Regions from separate parts of the Danio rerio genome. Here region 1 is linked to region 2. The links are chromatin contacts, called in public Micro-C maps. All regions are on one chromosome and are shown on one strand. Each heading gives the region's core, a stretch centred on a gene start, on an enhancer-like site or on the middle of the called end of the contact. The rest is flanking DNA. Distances are from core to core; before and after follow the strand shown.

Region 1 (3,085 bases), core at 476-2,975, 160 kb after region 2:
TACAATCACCTCACAGCAAGAATTTTGCTAGTTCGAGCCCTGGTTGGCTCAGTTGGTGTTTCTGTGTGGAGTTTGCATGTTCTTCCCATGTTGGCGTGGCTTTCCTCCAATTGATATGGTTTCCCCTACAAGTCCAAAAACATGCAGTATAGGTGAAATGGGTAAGTTAAATTGTCCGCAGTGTATGAGTGTGAATGAGTGTATATGGGTGTTTCCCAGTGATGGATAGCTGGAGGGGCATCCGCTGCGTAAAACATATGCTGGATAAGTTGGCAGTTAATTTCACTGGGGCGGCCCCAGATCAATAAAGGGACTAAGCCGAAAAGAAAACGAATGAATGTTTAAATTGATACATTTACATTTTTACAACTTATTTGTTTATACTTTTGTTATATTAGGTGGTTCATCTCGCTGTGGCGACCTCTGATGAATAAAGGGACTAAGCTGAAATAAAATGTATGCAATTAAATTTGTGTATGCAATTTAAAATGGTGTATAAATAAACTATTTCTAATAACAGTAGAGAGAGAACATTATCTAGTCAGAAAAATTATTGCAAACAGTTGCACATTGTATTTTATTTTGTTATATTTTAATAATAGGCAACATGGTGGCGCAGTAGGTAGTGCTGTCACCTCACAGCAAGATCATTGGTTCTAGCCTCGGCTGGGTCAGTTGGTGTTTCTGTGTAAAGTTCTGTGTGGAGTGTGCTGCTGGAAGGGCATCCGCTGCGTAAAACATGTGCTGGATGAGTTGGCGGTTCATTTCGCTGTGGCATCCCCAGATTAATAAAGGGCCTAATCTGAAAAGAAAATGAATGAATGACTTATATTTTCCTTTTTATTATCTGTTTAATCCTCATGTTAGTCTTCCCCTCTTTCTTATTTGCGTACGTATCAAAATTCTAATTGTGTGTTTTGTTTTTTTCATATGTTTATATGTACTGTATAATCACTTAACGATTTTATTTATTGTTTTTGTATTCTGCAAAGAAATATACTCTTTATTATTGTTTTTTATTACTGTTTTATCCCAAAATGTTGATTGTTAAGTTAAATGTACAGTTTATTCAGATTTTTTAAAATTATTTTTATTGTTATAAATAAATAATGATATGATATATTGAATAACAATGTGATATATTTAATTATAAAGTGAAAATTTGAATAATAATCTGATATATTGAATAACAATAATATGATATGATATATATATATATATATATATATATATATATATATATATATATATATATATATATATATATATATATATATATATATATATATATATATATATATATCTTTTTATTTATTTTTACTACTACTACTGTAGGCTACTGTTAACTGTGTTTTGTATTATATATGTTCTCTTATTTTTATGTAAAATTTAGAACTGCTTTGACAATACATGTGTAACATTTGTCATGCCAATAAAGCAATTATTGAATTGAGAGAGAGAGAGAGAGAGAGAGAGAGAGAGAGAGAGAGAGAGCGCATATGCTGTAACATTTTTTGATGTAACATAATATAAATACAAAATGCTACACATAAAACCCCAGACAATAATCAAAAAGAAGTGTCTGTAATGAACGAAATGTGTGTTTATTTGTTTTATTGGATTAAACGTGTGTTTCAAAACAGCTTTCTAAAGCTTATGCGTCTTGACGTCAATTACGCGGCTCCGCCCATCGATTATACGTCACAGTGAAGGTGGAGGCGGAAGCGGAAGAGAATCGGCGGGTGCTGAAACATGGCGTGCGGAGATCCACGCAGAGTCAGGGGAATGACAGCCGGCGCGTGTGTGTTGTCTATTCTGGCAGCCTGTGTGGTCGCGCAGCCCGAAGCGCCCAAAGCCGGACAGTTAAGAGTCCTCACAGATGGAGACTGGCAGGAAGTCCTCACGGGGGAATGGATGATCGAGTTGTGAGTTATTAGACTTACTTCTGCATAAAGTCTGTGTGTGTTCGGTTTGTTGATCTGTTTAGGGTGATTAATCTGTTTACGGTCTGTGATGCATTGATCTATATCAATGTTTAGCTTCAGACTATTACATGATTCTGTCAGTGCAGTGATCTTGTAGTGAAGTCATGTTAGAGGAAGTTCTGTGGTTTTGAAGTGACCCTTGCGAAAATGAAAAGTGACAAACCTTCATCATGCTTTTATTTTAATAACAGTAACATTAAAGTAACCCTGGATTAAGGTGTGTTTGACATTTGTGTAGCTGTCGTTTAACTACAAATGACGTAAGTGTAGCGAAATCATGGTTCATTATAGAGGTAAAGTTGGTTTATGTTTGCACATTCGTTCAGTTCACGCTCCCTACATTGTTTACCATGGATAGAGGTAAAGTTGGTTTTATATTCACAAATTCGTTTATTTAGAAGTCCCTATATTGTTTACCATGTTACTTTGAATATTCGATCGGAATTAGCATGCAAGTATGACTCCTAAACAACATTAAAACTATCTAATTCACTGTTAACAGTGTTGTACTTTGATAGACATTGGCTGCTAATATGATTTACCTATTTAGAATTTGCAAAGTATACTTTAATTAAATTATATTATTAGGGAAAATGTCTGAATATCCAAATATAAAGCCAATTTTACCTCTATTTACCATGGTACTTTGAATTCTAGCTCTGAAATCACATATAAACATGACTTGTCAGTGGTTGGTCAGTTATTTAAAGTATAATAATAATGTTATTTGGTTTTATTTCTAATAAAGCCATAATTAAATTTCAGAACTTACCATGTCCTAAACGTATGAAACTGAAAAAAGCCCTTTACTCTTATTGAATTTCTTTAAATGAAAATGACAGTTGGCCGAAGCTTTTTGGGATGCACCAGTATCGGGTATCGGGTCGTTACTTAAAATACCCGTACTCGTAATGAGGTAAAGTTGGTTTTATATTCGCACATTCTTTCAGTGACATCTTGTGACACACTCCCTACATTGTTTACCATGTTACTTTGAATTCTAGCTCTGAAATCACATATAAACATGACTTCAAAACAACATTAGCACTTTATTTGGCTGTGAACGATGTTGTACTTTGATAGTCTTCTGCTGCTGCTTA
Region 2 (2,951 bases), core at 188-2,687:
ATCAGCTGTGGTTGGTTTAATTTACCCAACATAAATCAGCTGTGTGTCAATTATTCAATTGTTTGTTGTTTATTATCAGCTGAGATATATTTTTGATATTATGGTTAAACTGATATCATTGCAGAAGCAGAGGTTTTTATTCTGTATCTAAGGTTTGGAATATTGTTTTTGCTATCGCGGGTTGTTGTATGTTAACATTCGTAAATACTACAAAAACAATTCATAATTTTGTTGGAAGGTAGAGCTTGTTTGTTAAGAAAATGTAAGCATTGTGGAAATGTGTTCACTGACTGCATATTGGGTGAAAACGACATGAAATGTGTGAATGGTATGGCCACAAAAGACTGTGGCTGTGCTTTTTGTGTTTAGAGTTTTGAAAATGTGACAACTTGGAAAAACACCTGTTAGCGACTGAAAAACTGTCATTTAATAATTTTTATTTTAATATAATTATCACAATAGTGAACTCATGGGAGAAGGTCATGAAGTAAAAAATTAATATCATAAATTATTTTTGTAAGTTGTAATACAAACTCTTGTATACAGTGCCAATGCAGAACAGACACAGAAATTAACGTTTTGTCCAGTTTATTTTTCCCTATTTAAAATTATACACCTTAAAAGATTTATTTATTTTTATTATAGAACAGATGTTTTCTAATTGGCCATCAAAGGAGTAATGGGGATACTTGAAGAAATATACATGTAAAATATGTTTAAAATAATCTAGAATCAATCTAATTAAAAAAAATAAAAAATTATAATTTAAATGAGTGTTTAGGGAGCGCCGGGAAATAGTGGAAAGTATAAACCATATCATAAATATAATATACTCTATACATTTATACTACACAGTATGCATTAACATAATATATAATGTAAAGAATATTATACAATATTAATTACAAATATAAATGTAATCAAGTAAGAAAATAAACCAGACATTGCATTATAATAAACAAAAAATACATTAATGAACAAAAAATACATCAAAATGTATTAAAATAATGTAGTGCTTAGAATAATAAACAATTAATGCAAAAATATAAAGTTTAACAAGATTAGAATGAATTAACAAGAAAGAATTAAAATAAATAAATAAAAACTGTAATAAACTGCATTTAGATAAATTATTCAAATAAATATGTCTATAAATGTATAAATTAATAAATACAGATAACACAATGAGTAGTAAAAAATGTAATAATGTAATTCAATATACATGTCTTTTACATTTCAAAATGAGGCTTTAACAAAAGCAGCAACAACAAAATCATTCAATCAAGTAAAGGGTTAAAATATGAGAACTGTTTGTGCTTGACCAGTAAGAGGCATTGCACTGTCTCTAAGCCCCGCCCACTACAGTTAATTTATTACATTAGAAATGTTTACCATGCAGCCTCTCACAGCGCCACCAGCGGTCTAAAAGCACGCTGCATGTTCGCTTCAGATGAGAATGAGCCTCCATCACTGGCAGCTGATTTCCAGCATCGCATTCGTCTCATGAACGCTGCTTAAATCCGACCCGACCCCGAATACTGACCAAAACAACCAGCGCGACATGGCACGGGACAAAAAGGACAGAGATAGCTGGGGTGAGTCCATATTTTAAACAATAAACCGACCGGCCGAGAGACACCCTGTGATACTGTGGGTTATTATTGTAAAATTCTGTGAAGATGCCTGTCACAACCTTTCTGTATTTTAAAGAACACACACATATAAATACACATATATTTTTTCATCATCTAAATCAGATGATTTGGTTCGGACCACAGCCCTGTTCCGCCCTGTGCGCGCGCGCGCGTTTGTGATGACAGCTATTTTAACGCTTTAATATCTATATTTAACAGCAACATGACATTTGCAGAATTGTTATGCCAGAGTTGGCTCGTTTTTTAATTCACACACTCATTTTACATGCACACCAGTCAATAATATGCTCAATTTTTGAATTATTCATCCCAGTCTTTATTTATATTGACATATAAGTTGCATTTATTAGACACTTTTCCTTCACTGCAGTGTTTCAAATAAGAAATGTGTGTGAAGTGAGTGTGTGCATGCCAGTGACCCACATAAGCAGAGCTCTGTGCATCTGCTACAGGCCTGTATGGAGATGCTGATTTATATAATATACAGTAGATGGTGGTCGTGTGAAGCTTACTGCTCCATACAGGCCTGACCAGGTGAATATGACATGATAGAGAGCAAGCGAGAGGAACGGGAGCTCTGCGAGGTCATTTGAATGTAAATAATTTACAGTGTTGGGATAGTATTGGTGTCGCTTTATTGAGGAGGACCAATGGCTGAAGTGTAAATGCAATGCTGTGAACAGCCTCGTCACATCCTTAAGATTTGCATGGGGCCCAATAATCAAAGTGATCAAATATGGTATGTGGGTTATTGACATATAGGCAGTAAAATGCTTTATGGTGTGTGTAAAACACCATTTTTGGAGAAATCTGATGTATGAGAAAATATAAGTAGCCACTAACTTTATCAGTTCTTTCACTGTGTTTTTTTAATAAATACATTTTTACTAAACTTTATTGTAAAAATGGTGCGACATAAAAAAAATTAAGAAAAAAAAAACTCTAAATGAGGCGACACGGTGGCTCAGGGGTTAGCACTGTCACCTATAAGCAGGATAGTCGCTGCTAGGCCAGTTGGCATTTGTTTGGAGTTTGCATGTTCTCTCTGTGTTGGCGTGGGTTTCCTCAGTGTGCTTTGTTGTCCCCTATGTCCAAAGACATGCACTATAGGTGAAATGGGAAGGCTAAATTGTCCGTAGTGAATGTGTGTGAATGAGTGTGCATGGATGTTTCCCAGTGACGGGTTGCAGCTGGGAGGGCATCTGCTGCATAAAACAAATGCTGGATAAGTTGGCGGTTCATTCCGCTGTAGCGACCTCAGATTAATAAAGGGACCGAAAAGAAAATGAATGAATG

The links. Hi-C and Micro-C count contacts between places; a contact is called where the count stands out from the background.
Region 1: a Micro-C map of caudal fin shows a contact between it and region 2, with 5 times the contacts expected there. The contact joins the promoter of tmx1 here to the promoter of atl1 in region 2. A contact is called at or near these places in 2 of 18 Hi-C or Micro-C datasets (caudal fin and hematopoietic stem cells).

The regions. Positions count from the first base shown.
Region 1 is chr13:40,388,310-40,391,394 of GRCz12tu, forward strand. tmx1 (thioredoxin-related transmembrane protein 1) reads left to right here and starts at 1,726. Exons shown (of 8, transcript NM_001115133.1): 1 at 1,726-1,925. The coding sequence starts at 1,753.
Region 2 is chr13:40,229,496-40,232,446 of GRCz12tu, forward strand. atl1 (atlastin GTPase 1) reads left to right here and starts at 1,438. Exons shown (of 13, transcript NM_001145700.1): 1 at 1,438-1,595. The coding sequence starts at 1,562.